Regions from separate parts of the Rattus norvegicus genome. Here region 1 is linked to region 2. Evidence: chromatin contacts called from public Hi-C data. All regions are on one chromosome and are shown on one strand. The core of a region is the stretch at or near the end of the contact, and the rest is flanking DNA. Distances in the headings are between cores, read along the strand shown.

Region 1 (6,435 bases), core at 2,931-5,430, 360 kb before region 2:
CTGTCCTCTCCTACCCTTCAGGGGATTTGATTCACAGATGCACAGAGATCCTTCCTGGTCAAAATGGTTGTTTCCTCCTGCTATGGCTGATTCATAGGCTTCTTTTAGGCTGCACCCCAGGGACTTGAGCAGACTTGTGCATATCACCCTAGAAGCCTGCACTTTCTCTTTTATTCTGATGGGTGTCATTTGGTCAACAGCTTACCTGATGTTGGTTTCCTCTATTAATCTGGAGGCACGCGAAGTGAAGTTAGGAGTACATCTTCTTGATCAGTGTTGTCTTCTGACGCCCAGCACGAATCCGGGCCTTCAGCAAGTGTCTGGATGTTGTTAGTGGTAAAAGGTGTACTAACTTTAGGTCTTTATGAAATAGCAAGACACCTTAGTAATTTCAGTGGTGCTCTTTTAGTTTTGAATGATTTTCTCTTTGCTTATTTCTTGTCCACTTTTTCACAGAGTTCATATGAACACTCACCACCAGCAGCACACTGAAAATTGGGAACCAAAGTTGACTTAGACTCTGAGCTTATGCAGAGGAGTTTACTGACTAAGCAGGAGTAGACCACATTCACATTTTTATGGAAAATGCAATCCAGGGAAGGGTTGTGGATTGTTATAGGAGTAACACCTTCTTGTGCAATACTTGATGAGATGATTTATCCAAGAATAGGCAGGTGTCAGAGAAAGGCTTTGGACTCTTTTGACCCAGTCACTATGGTGATGGCCAGGTTAATTACAGTACAGGCCAGGGTCAGGAGAGCTGAGCTGACTCATCCAGTAAATACAACAACCAAAATTCAGGCCAAGCCAGGTTATCAGGTTGGGGTTCATCCACGGGGCAGTGGACAACAACTCACCATGGAGCTGCTGAGATGGTATCACTCTGCCTGGCTGACACAAAGGCTGGTGCAGCTAAAGACATTCTTTTCTTTCTTTCTTCATTTTATTTATTTATTTATTTTAAGATTTTATTTATTCATTTTATATATGACGAGTACACTGTCACTGTTTTCAGACACACCAGAGGAGGGCATTGGATCTCGTTACAGATGGTTGTGAGCCACCATGTAGTTGCTGGGATTTGAACTCATGACCTCTGGAAGAGCAGTCAGTGCTCTTTTTTTTTTTTTTTTTTTTAATTAACTTGAGTATTTCTTATATACATTTCGAGTGTTATTCCCTTTCCCGGTTTCCGGGCAAACATCCCCCTCCCCCCTCCCCTTCCTTATGGGTGTTCCCCTCCCAACCCTCCCACCATTGCCGCCCTCCCCCCATAGACTAGTTCACTGGGGGTTCAGTCTTAGCAGGACCCAGGGCTTCCCCTTCCACTGGTGCTCTTACTAGGATATTCATTGCTACCTATGGGGTCAGAGTCCAGGGTCAGTCCGCAGTCAGTGCTCTTAACTGCTGAGCCATCTCTCCAGCCCCCGTTTTTATTTTTGTTTTGGTTTTTTTTTTTTTTTTTTTTTTTGGTTCTTTTTTTCGGAGCTGGGGACCGAACCCAGGGCCTTGCGCTTCCTAGGTAAGCTTGTTTTGTTTTTTTTAAGATTCATTTATTTATAAGTACACTGTCACTGTCTTCAGACACACCAGAAGAGGATATCGGATCCCATTACAGATGGTTGTAAGCCACCATGTGGTTGCTGGGATTTGAACTCAGGACCTCTGGAAGAGCAGTCGGTGCTCTTAACCACTGAGCCATCTCTCCAGCCCTTCATTTTATTTTTTTAAAGATTTATTTATTTATTATATATGAGTACACTGTAGCTGTCTTCAGACACAGCAGAAGAAGACATCAGGTCCCTTTATGGATGGTGGTGAGCTACCACGTGGTTGCTGGGATTTGAATTCTGGACCTGTGGAAGAGCAGTCAGTGCTCTTAACCACTGAGTCATCTTTCCAGCCCAAGACTTTCTTTTCTAAGCTATGGCTTCCCAGTAAGGACCGAGCCCAGGTCTTCTTGAAAAGGGTTGAAACAACACCCTGTCTTCACCAGAGCCAAGCTTGCACTGGGTACCACTCTCATGTGATAACTTCGTGAGGCTGTTTTCTCTAGCAAAATAGGAGAGGAAAAGTCATATAAGGCTATTTCTTCTCTAAGCTTGACATCCACCAGTTTCTTCCTGTCTTCAAATTATACTATAGGTGTGGTTTCACATTGGTGGCTCCTGTCTTTTCTTTCTTCACATCTTGTCTCTCTCCCCTCATCCTTTCTTTAATCCTGGAAACTTCCAGTTGAGGCAAGATAAGCATGATCTGCCTGGGCTTCAGAGGGACACAGTAAGTATCTGTATCCTGGTGGTCTAGTGGTTTGCAGAAGTAGTCAAGTAATTCAAGGTCAGGTATATGGAAAGAGAGATGAGAAATTATTTAAAGGCTGCTACTGTCACAGGAGCCATGATCTATGGAGGCACTGTTATAGAAAGCCCTTGACTGTCCTGCAGGGACGGCTTTATTTTGAAGTCTGACTGGTCTGGCCTCAGTGTCAGGAAAGAGGTAGAATGTCACCCATGAAGATGGCAGTGATGGAACCATATTGCTGTAAGTTTTAGATGGCTTCCTCCTACCAGCCTTTCCAGGATAGTTATAAAATTAGAGCTTTCGTACTGTCCCTGTGCAAAGTGGAGGCTAGGGTTCTCAAAGTCAATATGCTGGTTGCTCTTGATCTAGTCAAAATCTGTTGAAATGTCCCATGGGGCTTAGAGTAAAGTTTTCCTTGAAGATAGTGCGGGCTTCAGTGCCAAGAATACATCCGTTAAAAATGTTCAGGTTGGCACTATTTCTGGCAACAGCCAAAGCAACACACCAGTGGGAACACAGCTGGCTTAACTACTCAGGTGATTTCCGGAATCATCCAGGCCAAACTGGTGCTGACCAAGTCATTGCACTGATTCCTATAAAGCTCTCACTGTTTGCTAATTTGCTAATCTGAAAGGAAGAACGATTGGCCATTCTGCTAAGACACTGAAAAATGGTGCAGATGAGATGGCTCATGACACGGGTTTGACCCCAAGAACCCATGGTGGAAGGAGAGAACCGATTCTGGAGAATTATCATCTGCTCTCCATATTTGTGTCATGGTATACACACATCTCCAACTGCACACATGTTATACATATATACAGAGAGAGAGAGAGAGAGAGAGAGAGAAAGAGAGAGAGAGAGAGAGAGAGAGAGAGAGAGAGAGAGAGAGAGAGAGAAAAGATGGCCCTGAATCCTTGAAATCTGCCAATACAGCTATCATCAGTTGGGTCCAAGCAAGTCCATGCACCATGCATGTTCTGAGCTTTTCTGAGGAGGTCACTTTGCTGTCTGTGACATGAAACGAATTGGTTATTGTGGACATCAACAAAGCTGTAGGCAGGAAGGCTGCTGGAGCTGCCACAATCACCAAGTCTGTCCAGAAAACAGGTAAGGCCAAATGAGTATTATCCCCAACACCTGCTGTTCAGGCGCAATCAGTGTTGAAGAGCGGCCCCAGGGCTGCTTGTCTCAACTGGTCACTTATGTTTAATAGTGAAGATCTAGGGGCATCCTAAAACTACCAGAAGAATGGAGAACGTTTTGTGAATCACTGGGGTTGGGGGTGAGGAGGAGGTATGGTGTGACAAAGGGAGAGGAAGGAGGGATAGATGAAGAGAGAGATAGATTTAAGTTATCTATTTTAAAAATCAGCACTTTTTATGGAAACAACCTGACCAAAAATTTCTCAGATAAACATTACAACAAAGTTGAATAACAGCAACAACAACAAAAGAAAGAGAAAGAAAAAAGAAAAAAAAAACTAATGTATTATCTTTTGCTCTTTTGGGTCACTTTGGATTTCCTTAATGCCAACCACAAAAGAATGAAAAGTGCTTTGCAGATCGTGTAGCTTGAAGGCTATTCAGCACAAGAGCTTGTTATAGGTGTGTGGAAGGACTGCAGAGAGGAAGAGGCAGAGTCCCAGCCAAGCAAAGAAAAGGCAAACTTTGCAGACTGCCACCCCAGAGGGTGAGGTACAATAAGAGCTAGGTCCAGGCAGGGGAAGAGGAATGTGAAATCAGAAGCCTCCTCATTAGTACACTCACAGGTGAAGGGGGAGGCTGAGTCAGCTGGATGGTGGCTAAGCAAGCTTGAGACAGCTTTCTTAGTCCTGACCTTTCTTCTCCTGGGATCTACAGCACAAGGCTCAGAGCCTGGGGGTGGGGTGGGGCTCAGGCACAAGGAATGCAGAGAGCACGCAGAGCTTGGTGGGGAGGAGGGAAAGGCAGGCCCACTGGAGGAGCAAGCCTTCTGAGCCAGATTCCACACCTGTCTACATCTTTCAGAGCATTATCACCTGCACAAGTTAAGCAATTTGATTTCCACAGTGTGAGCAATTAAAGAGTTCCTAATTTACTTGTCTCTAAGCAAATGTGAGCAAATCACCCCGACCTTCATCCTGTCCAGCACATATTCTGGCAACAATTCTCTCCTATCTCAGAGATTTGCAGTGCACTTTTGTTGTCTTGCTGGTATTGTGTAGACACATATTTTGCTGGTAAGAGTGTTTTGTTTTGTGGGGGTTTTGGTTTTGTTTTGATTTTCTTGTGTTTTATTTTGCAAGCATTTCATCCAATGGCTTCTCAACACGACATTCTAGGCAGGAAAATCATCCCTTCCCTCCTGCTGCAGCGGCAAGAGGCCAAGTGTTTGCTAGTAGCATTGTCTGCCTGCCTTCCCCAACTTCCTTCCTCTGAGCCCTGCCACCCCAAGACACCTTTCACAGCAGGTCAAAGGCCACTTCCATGGGTTTCACCTGGGCTGCCTACTGTTTGCGTTTCCTGCCCACACTCTGTGGTCATAGATGCCTCCTCACTGATACTTCAGACAGACCTATGCTTTGTTTTCATTTGAGGTCAGGGATAAAACCCAGGTCTTACTGTGTGCTGGGCAAGTGTGTCCACAGTTGATTTTATTCTGAAAACAAAAGTTTTTGAGGCAGGGTCTCAGTATGTAGCTCTCACTGGTCTGGAATTCACTATATATAGACAAGACTGGCCTTGAACTCATAAAGATCTGTCTGTCTCTTCCTCCCAAGTGCTGAGAGGAAAGGCAGGCACCATTGCGCCTGGCAGGCATGTGTTTTAAGGTTGTCTTGAAAGCCACTGATGGCTGTGAAATTAAGGCAGAGAGACAAAACTAACATTTTCAACTTTGAATTACACATTTTGGTATATTTTTGTGCTGCATTTGAATATTAATAAATCCATGTTTGCTATTTAACTGTTTTCTATGTATGTTTATACTTAACAACATACACATTAAAAGCGAATGTTATCTCATGAAAACTTTGGTTGGTAGGCATACATACACAAGCATGTGCATGTGTTTTTGTACAGTGGTGAAGGACACAGGCAGAGAGGACTTCTGGGTATGCTGACAGATTAGCTTTGGCAATAAAATTCCATGAAAGAAAATTGCCAAGAAAATATGCACTAGGAAACAAGGAGATGGCTCATTTGGTAAGTGCTTTGAGGAGCCATGTAAAAGCCAAATGGGGAAGTGGGGTAGTGCAGTCTGTAACTCCAGGCTGGTGGGCAGGGCCATGCACATCTCTGGAGCTCAGTGGCCAGCCAGTACCAGTGTAGCTGAATTGGTGTATTTCAGGGTCAATGAGAAGACAAGTGGAGAACAACTGAAGAAGACATTCAATGTTGACCTTTGGCCTCTACATCAATGTTGACCTTTGGCCTCTACATGCACATACACAAGATACTGCACTATCATCTATTGCTGTAAGAGACGAGATCTGTAAGGTAGCTTTATCCAGATGAGCTATCCAAAGCAGAAGCCATGAATCATCAAAAAGCCAACCCAGTTGCATGCTCTCTGCTTAGCAGACTGGAAAAGGCTGGAGAGTGCTTCTATCTCACCCATAGGTCCTCCGGGTAGAAGAGAAGCTGAGAGAGAGTCCAGGGGCAAGCTGAGAACCATGGGAACAACCAGGCAGTGGTTCACCCCTAACACATGCTGGTGATGGCGAACACTCAGGGTGTTGGGGAAGTCAAATCTCACTTCCTACAGCTATACCCACAACACTGAGCACCAAGGAGACACTGCCAAAACTCCCTTTAGAAGGTACCAGGTGCGCTGGAGAGATGGCTCAGTGGTTAAGAGCACTAGCTGCTCTTCCAGAGGTCCTGAGTTCAATTCCCAGCAACCACATGGTGGCTCACAATTATCTGTAATGAGATTCGATGCCCTCTTCTGGTGTGTTGAAGACAGAGACAGTGTACTCATATACATAAAATAAATAAATCTTAAAAAGAAAGAAAGAAAGAAAGAAAGAAAGAAAGAAAGAAAGAAAGAAAGAAAGAAAGAAAGTTAGTTCCAGACCAGTTCCAGGCCAGCCAGGACTGTACAGCGAGACCTGTCTCAACACACACATACACACACCACACACTAAGTAAA
Region 2 (5,635 bases), core at 520-3,019:
TTGTTTTTACATTAAATGTACAAAGGAGAGGCAAATACAGGCTTTAAATGGCAAGGGCGTGCATATGTATCTATGTATGTATGTATATGTATGCAGACTATTGCAAAGTACATGCTTTTTAATAAAGTCAATTAATTACAGAATTATGAAAAATCAAGATGCTACACAAAATCTTAAGTGTTAAATTAATGAAACTATACTTTTAAGAATTAGGAAAGCCACAACTGTGTTTTAAGCAGCATGACCAATTAGCCTTGTGTTTTTAAACTATCATCCTTGGTAGTAAGTGAACTGAAGGGGATTAAAAGAGGATCGATCCAGACACCAGAATTCAAAGCAGATCTTATGCTTAAAAACCCTACCTCTTTTGCCTGTGAATTCATACCCAACTTGCACAAGTGTTGATGGATACTCTATTATGGATACGAATTGCAAGGAATGTTTAAAAGTATGGCCTTAAGCTGGGCACGGTGGCAAATGCCTTTTAGTCCCAGAACTCGGAGGGGGTAGACCCAGGCTGATCTTTCTGAGTTCAATCTGGTCTACATCGCAAGTTCAAGGACAGCCAGAGCTATAGAGACCTATCTCAAAAGCAAAACAAAACAAAACGGCCTTAAAGAGAGTTGTTAAGTTAACCATGTTCAGGTGGTCACCAAAAGGCCATTTTAATGCTGAAGTTAACAAAAAGGCAACAAATACTATAATGAAAACAATTAAAACAAACCAACCACCCATACACATAAAACTCAAAGGGGAAAAAAGGGTAGTTGCAATGCTTTTAGAATTGGTATTTTGTAAGATTACATTGGGAGATACAGAGCAAAACACAGAAAGATGAGATCATTTTAATTGGGTAAAATTTCCAATTTGTTGCACCTGGTTAACCTATAAAACCCATTTCTAAAGCAGCTTTTCTAAGATGCCTAACATCAAGACATTCAGCCTACTTAAAAAACAGAAGAGGTGGAAATTCCCTCCATCACTTGCTTTCTCCCAATTCAGAATCACATTTGAGAAGGCCTGTTGCTTTAAGCTACTTGGGACACTTACAAATGCAAACTTGTAAGGTGTAAAACTCAAAACGTGATTACCTTTTAGCTGCTCTACCACATTATTGAGATACTTTATGAGCTCGGGGTCAGTAGTTACAAGCAAGGTGAGTCCATATTTCTGCACTCGAGTAAAGGTTTCCGACGGATAAATGCCACGCTGATACAAAATGCTGTTGATGCCAAATGCTGAAAGCGAAAGAAATAAAGCCATAAACATGTATTAACGTTTTAAACTCTTCCAGAAATCAGAGTAGGGACAAAACAACACGGAAAACCTTTAACCCAGCAATGTCGAATTTCACCGGGTCGCTAAATGTAAACACAGAGTATGTGGTTCAGATGTCAACGCAGACCACCAGCTTTCAAAGAGCGAGTGAGATGATGCCCCAGGCCAGCCCCGTTTCATTCCAGGAGGCACAGGCCTGCGTTCCCCGCCCCCGGGAGGATCCGGTGGTTCCGCTCTAGCACACGTCCTAAGGCCCGGCCCAGGCAGCTTATCTTTGGCTGCAGGGTCCGCGCTCAGCACTCACAAAAAAACTCGGCGACGATTTCTGCGCTCCCACGCAGGGTGATGCCTTGGTCCCGGGCGAGCTGCTGTGCCATCACTAGATCGAACGGAGAACACTGTCAACCCCTCCGTAGATGGCGCCCTAATGGCTCCTCTAGCTATTCCCCGCCACCCGGTTCAAAAGTAACTACGAATCCCGCCGGTCGCTCTGTGCGCAGGCGCAACGAGCCTTAAACCCCACCTACGTCGCCAGTTTCCGGCCCCAACCCTGTCTTTTAACTCGGAATCCCTTCCTGAGCCCGCCTCATGCTTCCGGTTTTTTCTAAGCCCCTCCCACATTAGGGAACCGGGTCTCTTTTCAACATTTCGCTCCATAACGCTACTTCCGCCGTAAGCCCAGTTGCACCGCAGATGAGCTGACCCTAAGTCCCGCCCAAAGCGACTTGTATCCGGCCCTGGCTCCACCCTCTCTGGCAGACCGAATGCGCAGGCGTAGAGTGGTTCGGGCGTATGGTTCCAGTTCCTGGTACCCAGGAGGGTCCTTAGTGGGCGGGACCTCTGATAAGGTGGCCTAGAAGAGGATCTGAGATGGTAGTGGGGTTACCTACCTGCCACACCCGTGGTCTGAGCATCCCTGAAGCACAGGCTCAGCTTTGAGCATAGTTTCAAGTCTGGGAGAGCCTAATTTTTTTTTTTGTTTGTTTTGTGTGTGTGTGTGTGTGTGTGTGTGTGTGTGTGTGTGTGTGTGTGTGTAAATGCAACTTTTCTGGAGAAATAAGATGAGGGGAACTAGGTCGAACAGAAGCTTAGTGAGTAAAGATGCTTGTCACCAAGTCTGCAACATGTCTGGAGGAGAGAGGCAAGGCACATGCACACACACACACACACACACACACACGCGCGCGCGCGCGCGCGCGCGCGCGCATGCACATACACAAACACACAGACACACACTGTAATAATCATTTAGAAATGTCTTTAGTTTTCTATTACTACATACATTTTATAAGTTCACATCAGATTTAAATGATAGGGCTTCTTGATTTCCTTTCTTTGCAATTAGCCTGCTTTTAAGTCTTTTAGTCATATGTTTCTTTTTGAGTATTTAAGGCCTATACCTGAGCATATAAGATTATACATGAGATTCATGTGACAGTTTTTATATTGTACAGTGTATTGGGTCCAGGAGATAGCACATCTTCCAAGTATCCTAAATGCTTCTAATGCTGGTACTCAGACTGCATTTTGAAACCAGTTGACTATTAGAAATACTGTAATGTGCAGGTTTAAGAAGTTTAGAGCCTGAATTAAATAGATGCCAGGGAGGTTGTATAAGGGATACATCAGAGAAAGAAATTGTGACATACGAGGAAGAATGAAATGGTGGCATAGATAAAACTGAGGTACCAAGCTCTTTCTTCCCAAGTGTGTTTGGACTTAATCTAATTTATCACAGTAACATAAAAAAATCTGGAATCTTCGATGGTCTTACCTATTAACTTTTGGCCACTTGGTTTAACATTACCTCCCTCCCCTTTTATCAAAAGCAATACTATAAAATACTTGAAAACTCAGTTTCTCGAATTTACTTTGCCTCACAATTTTGTAAACTCTTGCTATGCATTGTTTAGGGAAAGAATGTTTGAACAGGGAAGAATAGAAATTGAGCCTTTTTTCTAAAGAGAGTTCAAGCAATACAAGCCAATATTTTATTAATAAAACAATAAATATAAAGAGTATGTGATGAATAATTAGGCTTCTATTTCATACTAGGGTATTAAAAACAAGTGTTTTTCCCCCTAAGTCTAGAAGTACAGAAAGTTTGAGGCTGAAGACTCAATCAAACAATATTATAATAGGTCTAGAGTGCTTACAGAGTCAGTTCAAGATCCAGTTTCTAGTTAGTGGCAGATTTATCAGAGAACTTAGACTGCCTAGCTTAGTCTCCTTTTATAGCACATTTATTTGAAAAAAATGCCAGTGAGCTTTCTTATTGTTGTGGTTATTTTTGAGAAAAAATTTGCTTGATTTGGGCTAAGAGCACTTACTTATTAACTAATAGTGCACATAACTTGTCAAAAAATTTCAGTAATAAGCCATAAAGAATTTTGTGTAGGTAATACAAGTAATTCAAGTTACCAGAAGAGGGCAGTGTTTAACCATACAATAAAACCTTTGAAAAACAATGCAAATGAAGGCTTCAGGGCCACCTAGCGTCAAGGAAAAAGACTAAGTTAATAGTTCTCTAGGCATTTGTGTGTGGGCAGTGAACCCCAGAATGAAATACTGAATCATAATATACCGCGGAATTTACATTCTCTTTAGTATTTAATGTATGTGCATCACACATATTAGAAATATATGTAAATGAGGTTCTTGAAACTAAGCTGTTTATTTAAACTCTCAGAGAACTGGAGATAATGTATCATATTTTTGTGCAATTTTCATCTGCCAATTTTTTTAAAGTAGTTTTTTATAGAAAATACTAGGGATCTTATTATATGGATTTGAAGTATATTTTTTAAATTAATTCTTTTTTGTCACAAACCTTTGTGTTACTTGGTTTCTTTTTTGTATTGTTCTTAAAGTAGGCTTTTATGTATCCCATGCTGGCCCCAAGTTTTTTATGTAGCCAAAGATGGCCAGTATTTCTTATCTTCTTGCTGCACCAGTGGAATGCTAGAATCACAGGTGTTTATCACCCTGCCAAATTTATTCAGTGCTGGGAATTGCAACCAGGACTTTTTTTTTTTTTAAAAAAGATTTATTTATTATATGTAAGTACACTGTCTCTGTCTTCAGACACACCAAAAGAGGGCACCAGATTTCATTACAGATGGTTGTGAGCCCCCATGTGGTTGCTGGGATTTGAACTCAGGACCTCTGGAAGAACAGTCAGGGCTCTTAACCACTGAGCCATCTCCCCAGCCCGCAGCCAGGACTTCTTACAAGCACTCTACCAACTGAGCTACCTTCTAACACCAGAGTTTCATTTTACATAGCGTACTTCTCATTTCGTGTGAAGAACAAGAATTAAATCAGTCGTTTTCTGTTCTGATTACTTTGGGCTCCCTCACTATGTGTAATGGATACACATATATTACATCTTTTTAATGATTAAATTGTAGAGTGTAAATCTCTTAAAGTCCTATTCTCCTTCCTAAGAATTCCTTGATGTTGGGCTCATGGCTTCAACAAGAAAACATATGTTTTAATGATGACATTTAATTAATTTGTAGTGGCTTTAAAGATTTTATTTTATTATTATTTATGTGTGTTTGTGGGTTTATGCATGTGAGTGAAGTGTCTGTGTAGGCCAGAAGACAGTGTCATATTCTTTGGAACTGGAGTTACAGGCTATGGTGAGCCACAGGCCTTGGGTGCTGGGAACCAGACTCAGGCTTTCTGCAAGAGCAGCTAGCACTGGTCACTGCCAAGCCATCCCTCCAGACTAGCAATGGCTTTGAAAAGTCAACATTTCATACTGGTACAGTTTATAATTTTAATGATCTAGTTGTATACATGGTTATTTTTAAGTAAAAATTAATTACCAAACATTATTGAAAACGAATGTAAATTTCTACAATAAAATTAGCATATTATCAGAATACATTACCATGTTTTGTTATCTGTTATTCATATGACATTTAGTGCAATTTTATCATGTTGGCGATAATTACATTGCATTTTTTATATTTATTTATTTTGTGGGGTGAGAGGCTGTATGCAAGTGTGGAGGTCAGAGGGCAATTTGTAGGAGTCAGTTCTCTCCTTTTACCATGTGGGCTCTGGGTATGGAACTTAGGCTGTCAGGCTGGACAGCAAGGGCTTCCATTCATTGAGCCATCTTGCCAGCCTTATGTAGTATTTTATGCAGATTTAATCGTTGGTGAGGGAAAAGTAAGCACATACATACTTGGAATATATTATATAAAATACAGGTGCATACATTTAAAAATGCAAATGCAATTGGGATTCAGAACAGCTCAAAATGGTTTAGACATGAAAACCAATCACACAGTCCATGAGGGAGTCCATGAGCAGCTGATAAGCAGTGGCCCTTTTTAGATGAGTA

What was found. Hi-C and Micro-C count contacts between places; a contact is called where the count stands out from the background.
Region 1: a Hi-C map of kidney shows a contact between it and region 2, with 4 times the contacts expected there. The contact joins the enhancer-like site here to the promoter of Mad2l1 in region 2. A contact is called at or near these places in 9 of 12 Hi-C or Micro-C datasets (the A7r5 cell line, the Rat2 cell line, Schwann cells and 6 more) and 1 of 1 datasets of contacts at active chromatin or transcription factors (oligodendrocytes).

What each region holds. Positions count from the first base shown.
Region 1 is chr4:97,597,831-97,604,265 of GRCr8, reverse strand. No RefSeq gene overlaps it. Among named protein-coding and RNA genes, the nearest start is that of Gadd45a, 110 kb to the right of the region's middle. Within about 2 kb of position 4,180, at least 7 of the 93 cell types and tissues checked have an H3K27ac peak or open chromatin away from gene starts, as enhancers often do. A contact at or near this core is called in the A7r5 cell line and kidney, where this site is marked.
Region 2 is chr4:97,232,643-97,238,277 of GRCr8, reverse strand. It overlaps Mad2l1 (mitotic arrest deficient 2 like 1), which reads right to left and starts at 1,769. Exons shown (of 6, transcript NM_001106594.1): 1 at 1,583-1,769; 2 at 1,092-1,238. The coding sequence starts at 1,655.